Regions from separate parts of the Hordeum vulgare genome. Here region 2 is linked to region 1. A link is a contact called in public Hi-C data. All regions are on one chromosome and are shown on one strand. Each heading gives the region's core, a stretch centred on a gene start, on an enhancer-like site or on the middle of the called end of the contact. The rest is flanking DNA. Distances are from core to core; before and after follow the strand shown.

Region 1 (5,889 bases), core at 927-3,426:
ACAGAAAACGGATTTTTCCCTTTCTCAAAGGCACGGGTCGTGTCTCTTGCGAAGGAAAAACTGTGCCTCTCGCGGAAAAAGAGAGAGCAGAAAACACGTTTTTCCCCTTTTCGGGAGAGGCACACGCGCGCCTCTTTTGAAGGCAAAATCGTGTCTTTCGCGCAAACAAAACCGTGCCGCTCGTAAAAGAACGCATTTTTTTTTCTTTCGGTAGAGGCATCGCAAAGGCAAAACCTTGTCTTTCACGGAAGCAAAACTGTGTCTCTAAAAAAACAGAAAACACAATTTTCACTTTCCGAAATGCACGTACGTGTCTCTAGCGAAGGCAAAACCGTGACTTTTGCGAAAAAAAAACGTGCCTCTCGCAAAAAAAATAAAAACAGAAAACGTATCTTTTTGCGTAATTTTTTTAAAATTTTCTTTTCCGTCGACATGTTACGAAATACCATGCGAAAAAAATTTCAAAAAAAAAACCATTCGGAACATCGAAAACGCGTGCGAAAAATAAAAAACCAAAATCCGAAGAAAAACCTCAGAGCGCAACACGTGGCGACGGTTATAAACACGTCAAATGGCAGCACGCAGGAGCGATCGCTGGTAGGCTCCCGAGGCAGCGATCGGTAACTAGTTACTCCCCGCACACAGAGCGCCCCGACTATGCCGGACCAGTCTAGTTTTTTTCTTTTACTTCTTTCCTTCTTTGTTTATTTTATTTTTTTGGTTCGTCTTTTCTTTCCTTTTTCCTTTTCTTCTTTTATTTGAAACAAAATAATTTTTTGAATTTCAAGAACAATTGAAAACACATTAACAAATTTCGAAAGGCGAACAATTTTTAAAGCATGAACGCTTTTTAAATCTTGAGAATAAATTTTTTAAAAGGAGAACAATTTGGAAAAACTATGAAAAATTTTGAAAGTGCAAAAAAATTATTTAAATACGAACATTCTTTAAATGTTGAAACCGGGATTGTTAAAAATGTTAACAAATTTGGAAGCACAAACATTTTTTGAATCTTGAGAACTTTATTTTGAAAAACACCAAACAAATTGGTAAGCCTGAATAGATTTTTAAAGCATTAACATTTTTTGAATTTTTCTATTGTTTTAAACCGAGAACATTTTTAAAAGAACGTGAACAAATTTGGAAATGCGAGCCATTTTTTAAAACATGAACATTTTGAGAATCCTGAGAACAAACTTTTGGAAAGGAGAACAATTTTGAAAGTCCTAAACAAATTTGAAAGCATGAACATTTTTTGAATTTTGAGAACAAATTTTGACACCAAGAACAATTTAAAAAAAAACGTGAACAAATTTGGAAGCACGAACATTATTTGAATCTTGAGAACAAGATTTTGAAAACCCTGTACAAATTTGAAAACATCGAACATTTTTTAAAGCACAGCATTTTTTTGAAATTTGATAATTTTTTTGAAACAGAGAACAATTTTAGAAAAACGTTAATGTTCGTGAAGAAAAATGAAGCTCAAACATTTTTGAATCTTGAGAACAAAAAAATCGAAAAGAGAGCAATTTTGAAAAAAAATCCGAACAAATTTGAAAGCACGAACAAGTTTTTAAAGCATGAACACTTTTTGAATTTTCAGAATAAATTTAGGAACCGAGAACAACTTTGGAAAATCATGAACAAATTTGGAAGCGCTAACATTTTTTTAAAGCACAAACAATTTCAGAATCTTGACAACAGATTTTGAAACTGAGAACAAATTTCGAAAACCCCAACAAATTTGGAAAACGAACAAATTTTAAAGTATGAACATTTTACAAATTTGTAGAACAAATTTTGGAACTGAGAATAATTTCGAAAATCCTGAACAAATTTGAAAGCATGAACATTTTGGTACTTAAGGATTGTTTTTGAAACTAAGAAAAAATATAAATCTTAGGAACAAATTTTGAAACCCAGAACTATTTTTAGAAAATACAGTAAATTTGGTATAAATGGAGAACATTTTTCGAAAATCAAAAAATATTTTTTGATAATCCAGAACATTTTTCTAAAAAGAAACAGAAAAATCAATAAAGAAAAAATAAAAAACAAAAAAAAAACGCCTTCAGGAACATCCTAGAAGTTTTCTAGCCGACTGTGAACTTCTAGAAGGTTTCCGGGCGCTGCATTCCCGCAACCGGGCCAGCCCGATCCTCCTTCCGCTTGATAAGCATCGACACCGCTTCGTACAGAGCGGCAAATAGGGCTTTCCTTATATGCCATCCGCGTGTAGCATATAGTTGCGCCTTCGCTAATGCGAATTTCAAGAGAGCCGGGCCGCCGTTTCAATTTGTCCCATTTTTTGTGTGCGTGTTTTTATTATTTTTTTTGTTAATTGGTTTTCATTTTCTATTTGTCCCATTGTTTGTATTTTAATTCTTTTTTTAATAATTGGTTTTCATTTTCTCTTTTTAGATCTTGCCTTTTGTTCTTACTAGCAAATGAGTCCGTGTGTTGCAACGGAAGCAAAACATACAACACGTTTTAACTTAATAATTATGAATTCAGACCTTTATTTAAGCTTACTGCATAAATAGAATTTAAAAATTGTTAAGTAAGTAAAATAACATCATATTTAGATTGTACGCATCACTATAGATTCAAATTACATTATAAATTGAAATTTTAAAAATTAAATAGTTAAGATACATTATATTTCGACTGAACACACTTTTTGAATGAAAGTTCATATGTAATAATTTAAAATTAAAGTTACAGTTTAAAAGATATAATTTTCTAAAATATTTGTTAATTATAATTGGACCGCTGATTTATTAACAACATGGATAGGCCTCGTTATGAAAAAATGGATTATACGCTATTGATTAAAATTACAGCATAAATATAATTTTAAATTTGTTAAATAGATAAAATAACATTGTATTTAGATTGTGTGCATCACTATTGATTAAAATTACATTATAAACAGAATTAAAAAATTACATAGGTAAACTAACATTATATTCAGATTCTACATATTTTCTAATAAAATTTCATATATAATAATGTAAAATTCGAGTTACCGTTTAAAAGATATGATTTTTTAAAGTACTTTGCACTTATAATTAAAATACAGATGAATTAATTAAAAACTGTAGGGGTATTTGGAAAACATACGGAAAACGATTATTTTTTTTACTCAAGTATGTACTCCGGGTTTATTTTATGAAAACCGAAGGAGGTTTCTACAAAAATTCGAAAAAACGATTCGTTCTTTAACTTAATAATGTATTGTGGGTTTATTTCGATAAACTACAGGGGGTTTTCTATAAAAATACAAAAAAAGATTCGTTTCTCACTCAAATTCGGACTGCGAGTTGATTTCAGGAAACTCCAGGGTTTTTTTTGCAAAACGACCACGACGTAGGACAGAAACACTCTGTGCTTTATTATAAGGGAGAGAATTTTATTTTGTTTTATTTTTGCAGGTTTTGCAGTACAGTGTACGTTCTTTTGTCAATATATGGTGAACAGTTTTCTAAATACACATAAAACATTTTTAGCATACAACGAATATTTTCGAAATACAGACTTCAAACTATAGTTTTTAATACATGATGAACTTCTTAAATTGTACAATGAAGATTTATCAATATACGCTTTGAATATACTATGAACTTCTTTTATTGAATATTGAACTTTTATAAACACATAACACAATATTTCATAAATTATATTTTCCTGTTTTATAGACGCCATTTCGGGGGAGGGGGGGGGGAGGGTGACAAAACGACTAAAAATTCGGAGTAAAGTGGGCCGGCCTCCTTGACGCACACACACATTAAGAGCATTTCCAACAGCCGCGTTAAATAAACCTTGCGTCGCAAATTTGACCTTTTTAACGCGCGCAATCGATAATTAGGCTCCAGCGGACGCGCAATAAACGCGCTCGTGACATATAGAGTAGAACTCGCGGTCCGAATCGTCATCATGCGCTGTGTATTTGGTGTGCCCGCTTTCGTGCGCCGCACACTCGAGCTCTCAAACCGCACTCTCTCCACCGTGCCACCTTCGCCGCGCCTCGCGCTATCGCCGGCGAATTGACCCGATGGACGCCGCGCCGGCACCCCCCTCATCCCTTCCTAGACTCGTGACCCCTCCGCTGCCGCCGCAAACCCTAGCGCGGGGAGCTTTGGCTTCGCCTCCGCCGGTGCTCCTCCAAGCACCGGTATCGCGTGCGGCCTTTTCATGCCCCCCACGGATGACCTCGGCGGCGGGTGGCGTCGCGTCGGCGCCCGCCGTGAAGCCACATGCCCCCTCTCGAAGCTCCCAAATACGACGCGGCCAAAAAAGGGCAAGGTATCCGCGAAGAAGAACAAGGCGGTGGACGGCTCCGGTTCGGATTTTGAACTTGGTTGGATGATGTTGTGGGCATGAATTTGAACTTGTGGGCATGAACTATTTATGTCATGATGAACTTGTTTGTGTGATTTCAATTATGCCATGTATTTGTTTTGATTTTTGAAATTCATTTTGTGTCCAAAATGCAACATATGGTAAGCGACGGCTGCTCACGCGTCCTGCATTTTAGCGCGTTTACTGGAGCTACGCGCACGCTAAAATTTACAACGGTCACAGGAGCCAGCGCTCCCCGCTGCTTCAAAACAGGCGATCAACATGCTGCAAACACATTTTTAACGCGTCGCGCGTTAGGGGACTGTTGGAGATGGTCTAACTAGTCTTTTTAAGGTCTTATTGCACAGATGTTGCTGTCCATGTTGAGCAGAGAACGTGGGCCTTGTGTAGGCTTATCGTGTGCCCGTGCGCCGGTATTGTGGACTGGAAGCTCCTATGAGCACACTTGACTAATATTCGCAACAACAACATCTGCACGGGCTACAAACTCCTCGAGGGCGAACAAGAAAAACAATATCTCCACCTTTAGGCATGGGTTTGTCTAAAAAAATTATATATTTAGGCATGGGTGGACTCGACCAAAGGAGGATTCTTTGAAGCTTAATGTAGATGCAGGTTTGGCATTGAGAGTAAAATCTAAAAGAACCACGGTGCTTCTAACCCAAGACTTGTTGTTAGTGATGCGACGACGGCGGAGGCGATCACCTTGCGGGGTGGCCTTGCCCTACCAATTCTATGGAGTGCAATACGCTAGTGGCGAATTCCGATTGTACGGAAGTTATGGAGATCATGAAGAATGTTGGACATTCAGTAGGGCCTGTGGCAGCGACCTACGACCACCGTTTCTTCCTCTTTCATCACTTCAATGTTATTTCCTTTGAATTTTACTCTCGGAAGCCAAGCACATGTTTTAGCTAGTAAGTCGGACTCTCCTCATTTTGTTTGGCAAGCGAAGCCTCGCGCATTTTCTGTGGCTGTTATCATATACTTCCTCCGTTCCTAAATATAAGTCTTTCTAAGAGTTTCATTAATGGACTACATACGGATGTATATAGACAAATTTTAGAGTATAGATTCACTCATTTTGCTCCGTATATAGACACCTAGTGAAATATCTTAAAAGACTTATATTTAGATACGGAGGGAGTACAATGTAAGTGTCTCGCCTTATGAACAAAACCTCCATGAAGTCATTCCTTAAAAAAGCAAAGGAGAAATTTTACACCGGACATTTAATTCGGTATCTAGGCTCGTCTACACCTGGTAAACAGTAAATGCAATTACAAAAACATAAAATTTTGAAAAACAAATTAGGCGGAAGATTTTTTAACGCGTGATGTTCGTGTTAAATTTAAGCTTGTCAGGAAATATGAGGTGCTTATGATAAAAAAGACAAAATGTATCAAAACAGTATATGAACAGTAAACTTTCTTACAATCCTCAAAATAATCTTTTTTAATGAGAGTTACTGAAATGACTAAACTTCATGAAATTTAGCACGGACTTCACAAACATGAGCATCTA
Region 2 (5,889 bases), core at 961-3,460, 62 kb after region 1:
CTGGTTATGGGAAATGTCATGGCGGTGTATTCAAGCCTATCCGTGTTATTTTTCGACAACGTAGTCGCGTGTTTCTGGTTTGTCCGATTATCTAGTCTTCCCTCACCATCCTTATATTGTTGGGTCATGTATTTTGGTTTGTGCTTTATCTATAAAAAATGCGACGAGAGTTTTCATAAAATGCATGTGTACCATGGCGGTGGTTTAACCTATGAACAGGAACATGAACACATGCCACATGATATAGTACTAGCAAAAGTGTCCGTGCGTTGCACCGGAAGATAAAGCTCCTATATGCAAAACCGCGAAGTCGAACGGTGAGATTCCAACGAAGTCGGCAAAATGGCAAAAACAATGCCGAGCATAGGAAGCAATAGATCAGGGGTTTCGGCTGAGGGAGTCGGGGCATTCTTATAGCCAAGGCGACATGAAGCAGTTTTTGTGCTTTAATTTCCTGCTTGCTTATATTACTGTCAATCTATCCTCATAGCTCCCCTTGCGCAATCTTATGAAGGTCCCAGTACCAAGTGTGCTGACAACATAGAATTTGTCTTTCTATGAATCGAATCCAATTGAACAAAATTTGAATTAAAATAATAATATTAGGACACAATCTCTAGACTACACAAACCTTCATGTACAAAATTTTAACCGCTTCTTCATTTATCCAGATCAAGAACTAAAAATAGCAAGAACATAAATTGTGGAAAATCACAAGAAACATATACGGTGGTGCATGAAGGAATTCGGAATAAAAAAAATAGAGCGCATGGATATTACTCTAACAATGCGCATCAAGAAAAACAAATCTAAGATTCTAAGTCAGTCATATACATACCTACATACTTTTGACCAGCAGCACAAAAACCTAACCTAGAAGAAGTAATTAGAAGATCAAAATCACCTCCCGGCCATGAACAAAGGTGCATATTAATTGCTCAAAAAAGGCTAAAAATGTTTTTGAATCTTTAGGCACTATTTGATGATTCACCACAAAATTAAGATTAACTAAATAATCAATCTGTACAAGAGCACATCATGTAATTTACCGAAGATTAGCATGTGATTGTGCTGAGATGATTGCAGTGATCATAAATAATTAATCTGTACAGAAGATTACTATGTGATTTTGTTTAGATAATTGCAGTCAAAGCATGCTGTGAACACAACCACCCACCTTGGTCAAGACGTGGCCAAGGCCGGTGCTTCATGCCACCTGATGATGGCTTCCTCTCGTGCAACCTGCACTCAAAGGTGACAGTTTGTGCCATCTCTTACTAAGCTCAACACTTTGGAGACAGATCCAAAGGTCTTCAGAATTATTTCATAGTTGGGCTTCTTCCAGCTTCAACTCTTCATCGGCACATTCAAATGAAAATGAAGCAAAGAAACATCTCTCTAGAAAATGGAAGATGGCGCAGCAATTTCAGCATCAAGAATCTGAGAATAAAGGCTTCATCCTCGTGCAGAGGCGGGCAAGGACAGGCGGCGGCGGCGCTGCAGGTCGAGCGGGACGGCCGTGCAGGTGGCGACGACGGCAGGGCCCGGTCGGATCCGGGAGGATCTCGCTGGGGTGGATCCATTTTCGACGGATTTGGCGTGGACGCGGGCAGATCCGGCGAGATTGAGGTCCGGCGGCGCCATGGCCCTCCTGGATGTCTATGTTTTGTGAGAAAGAGAGAGAGAGAGATGAGAGAAGATTGAGAGGAAGGAGGAGAAGGGAGAGGGGTGAGGCGGCGGAGCGGTCGGGGGTCCGACGGGGCGTGGCGGAGGTGTGGGGTCACCGGCGAGGCGGCTTGCGAGCGCGAGGGGAGCTCGGGCAGGAGGGAGCTCGAGCGGTGTATGGGCCGATAAAATACGAGGGCTTTTTTACAAAAACAAAACATTTTTTTTCACTTACAAAAGGACTGCCGGTTGATTTATAAGAAACAATGGTTTTTTTTGCAAAAAACCATCGATGCTTTATTATTATATAGGGAGAGATATCCACTTATGGAATAATAAATTAATTATTTAAGAAAAGGAATTTTCCATGATTGATCGTCGGATGGATCTGCGGTTGGCGCAGCTTTGCTTGTTTGTACACAAGTCGGCGAGTGGAATTCGTTCGGTTTGTGTTGACTAGCTGGCCGGACTGTGGCCTGCCGTCAGTCAAGTTCAACAAGTCAGTCGTCAACAGCAACAGCGACACCGGCCGCAGCGGCAGGTGTCTTCTTCCCTCCCCTCCCCTCACCTCCCCTCATCCATCCCTTTCCAACCTCCAACCCCCACACCACACAACACCACCCTACATCCTCAAACCCTACAAGTAACACGCTGGACGACGGATCGTAAGAGGGAGGAGGACCTGTTCTTCCTCTACCTTCGTCTCCCTTCCCCGCAAGCCGGTCACCACAAGTAAAATTAACCTTCTCCCCGTTGGATCATCAGCGCTGCTGCCCGGCCCCCGAGGTAATCCACTATACGCTGTTGATTACTTTGTTGATCTTGCTCCAGCAACCTGTGTCCGCTCCAGCTTTGGTTTGATTGGCATGGAGTGAGGGGATGAAGTCCCCTGCTATGCTCTGCTCTGCTCTGTTTTTTGGTAGTAATTGCTCTGCTCTCCTCTGCTTCTTCTGCCAGGAGGAAGGGAGGAGATCGTCCCTTTTTTCCCCTCTGCTTATTCTTCCTCCTACGGACTACGGTGCACTACTCCACTCTTCAATCCGATGTGCAGTTGCGTCTGATTCTGAAGCTACCAACCATAGGAACAGTAGCAGCTTTTTTTTGTTAGATTCATTCACCATGTACAGAATTGATGATACATTTGGTTTGTTTGCTTGCTTGTGTTCATCATCAATCATGTCCCTCTCCCTAGATCGCGCCCTAGATCGTGCAAAAATATAATACTGTACCCGCTTAATGGTGTGTGTTTGTTGGAGTAAACCTTGACTTGGTGCCTGGCGGCTAAGCTACTTTATCCTTCTTTAGTACCAATACCAATTCATCGTCCACCAGCTTTCTTGACTATCATGCCGCCGAATTCACACGGTCTCACACTGTCCAGGCATCTTGATCGACCGGTCAGTGCTCCATCGCCGCTGTCCACCGGAGGTCGGCGCGGCGAGGATGTGGTGGCTGCCGCCTTGCTTCCACGGCGGCGACGCGGCCAAGGAAGAAAAGAAAGACCGCTTCGACCCCAATCCCGTGTCCCCGAACGCGGCCTCGGCGCGGTCCATGAGCACCGCGACGTCGTCCACGATCACCGCCCCGTCCGGCTCCGACCTCACCGGCTCCATCAACGCCTCCGACATGAGCGCCGACTCCATCCAGCGCCCGCAGCAGTACCCGAGCTTCGCCGACAGGCCCGCCAACCTCCGGGTCTTCGCCTACTCCGAGCTGCGGGCCGCCACCCGCAACCTCAGCCGCTCGCTCATGCTCGGAGAGGGCGGCTTCGGGTGCGTGTACCGGGGCACCATCAAGGTCGACGCCGGCCCCGAAGACGTCACAACGCCTCCCGCGATGGAGGTCGCCGTCAAGCACCTCAACCGGAACGGGCTTCAGGCAAGAAGCAAGACACTCCACCAACTACATATGCGCATTGCTCGTTGGTCGCTCTGTAAAATTAATGGTGGCGGATTTGATCTTCGACAGGGGCACAAGGAGTGGCTGACGGAGGTGAACGTCCTGGGCATCGTGGACCATCCCAATCTGGTGAAGCTGGTGGGCTACTGCGCCGAGGACGACGAGCGAGGGGCGCAGAGGCTGCTCGTGTACGAGTACATGCCGAACCGGAGCGTCGACGACCACCTGTCGGGCAGAGCGATCGGGACGACCCTGTCATGGCCTATGCGGCTCCGGGTGGCTCTCGACGCCGCCAGGGGACTCAAGTACCTGCACGAAGACATGGATTTCCAGGTACTTCTTCTCTGCTTGGATTGAAGCTTCAACCATCCGAATGAATTGAGCTGAAGATCGGTCTGCAGGAAAGCATGAACTGAATTTATAACATTGCGTTGATCAGATAATTTTCCGGGACCTGAAGACGTCCAACATCCTGCTGGATGAGAACTGGAACGCGAAGCTGTCAGACTTCGGCATGGCCAGAGAAGGCCCGACGGAGGGCCTCACACACGTCTCCACAGCGGTAAGAAAATGAAGCTTGTGCATTCAGATACAATATGTTTTGTACCAGATGAAAAATTGATTCAGATACAGGTCAGAAGTACGAAATGGATCATGAAATGTACGATGGAATTGATGTATGTGTAGGTGGTTGGCACCCTGGGGTACGCGGCACCGGAGTACATCCAGACGGGGCGGCTGAACGCCAAGAGCGACATCTGGAGCTACGGGGTGCTGCTCTACGAGCTCATCACCGGGCGGCGGCCCATCGACGGGGAGCGGCCGAGGGGCGAGCAGAAGCTCCTGGAGTGGGTGAAGCCGTACATCTCAGACACCAACAGGCTGAGGCTGATCGTGGACCCGAAGCTGGAGGGCCGCTACAGCATCAAGTCGGTGGCGAAGCTGGTCACCGTCGCCAACCGTTGCCTTGCCAGGCTGCCCAAGGCGCGCCCCAGGATGGGGGACGTGCTGGACATGGTGCAGAAGGCCGTCGACGTCGATGGCGCAGCTGCTTCCGGTGCCGGTGCTCCTCCGCTGCACCACTATAGCAGCGGTGGTGGCAGGGAGGAGGGAGGCAGCTCCAAGCTGAAGCTGGAGGGCAAGAAAGGGTTTCATGGTCAGTGGCGAGCTGGAAGAGGAAAAGGGCCCCTCATGTGCTGATAGTGAGATAGTTTAATTGAGGTGATTGATTAGATTTTTCCAGGATCCTAATTAATCCTAGCTAGTATGGCAGTATGGGTGTTAGTGCTGTCATCTTGAGTGATCAATTCTATAAGAAGAGTCCTAGTGTGCAGTTCCAATTGTGTGTGGATATGATATGGCTATAGAATATGACTCGGTGAATGAATCAGTGATTAGCCTATCAACCATCATTATTAGAAAAAAATTCCCAGCCTCCTAGTTTCCTTTTTGATGTAAAATTGAGCATATACCTCTTTGTTCTTTCACCCTTTTTGCAGCAGTGTCACTTTGAGATCCTCTTTGATTTGTATGACTTTCAGAACGTAGGAATAGAAAAAAATAGAGGGTTTGGGTGGGACGCAGCTGTCCTGCCCGCGTGCTCACCTGAGCACGCGTGAACAGTAAAATCAAAAACAATTGAAAAATATTTCAAAAAATCTGGTTTTTTTGAGAAACTTTGATATTTTTCCCACATGCGTGCAAAGTTTCATCACTAGATGACATTCGTAGATAATGTGGGAAAAAAACAAAAATGATGTTCCAAAAAGTCAGTTTTTTGTAGCGTCTTGGAGCATCGAATTTGTTTTTTTTTTCTGCGTTTTCCACGAAAGTCATATGGTGATGAAAATTTGCATGCATGTGGGAAAAACATCAATGTTTCTTACATTTTTTTTTAGATTTCTTTGAAATGTTTTTTTCATTTTACTGTTCATGCATGTGAGGTGAGCACGCGGGCAGAAGAGCACTTTCGGTTTGGGTGGAGTGTCCATTTGAATATTATAGGATTACCATAGAGTGTTTGATGCCACGAAAAAAACCCCAAAGGAATTACAAAAGGAGATTGAGCTGGATGCTTGATTCCAATGAAATATAATACACTTGATTCCATAGGAAAAAATCCTACAGGATTCAGGCCTTCTTTGGTTCATAGGATAGGATTATCATAGGAACAGAAAACTTATAGGAAATGAGATAATATGTATCTCAAATCTTACGAGTAGGAGTAGGAAAAGAGATGTCATTTGATTCACATCATAGGTATTTTTCATTGAGTCCATGCTCTAGTTTATTTTCCTTTTAAATGTTGAGGATATGAATCAATCC

What was found. A called contact is a pair of places that touch in the nucleus more often than the background predicts.
Region 2: a Hi-C map of leaf shows a contact between it and region 1, with 4 times the contacts expected there. The contact joins the promoter of LOC123428215 here to the enhancer-like site in region 1. A contact is called at or near these places in 3 of 6 Hi-C or Micro-C datasets (leaf and seedling).

The regions. Positions count from the first base shown.
Region 1 is chr2H:639,978,450-639,984,338 of MorexV3_pseudomolecules_assembly, forward strand. No RefSeq gene overlaps it. Among protein-coding and RNA genes, the nearest start is that of LOC123431111, 13 kb to the left of the region's middle. Within about 2 kb of position 2,177, at least 1 of the 3 cell types and tissues checked has open chromatin away from gene starts, as enhancers often do. A contact at or near this core is called in leaf, where this site is marked.
Region 2 is chr2H:640,040,225-640,046,113 of MorexV3_pseudomolecules_assembly, forward strand. LOC123428215 (serine/threonine-protein kinase PCRK1-like) reads left to right here and starts at 2,211. Exons shown (of 6, transcript XM_045112400.1): 1 at 2,211-2,451; 2 at 2,623-2,715; 3 at 3,047-3,543; 4 at 3,634-3,897; 5 at 4,004-4,126; 6 at 4,252-5,051. The coding sequence starts at 2,709. The coding sequence ends at 4,764.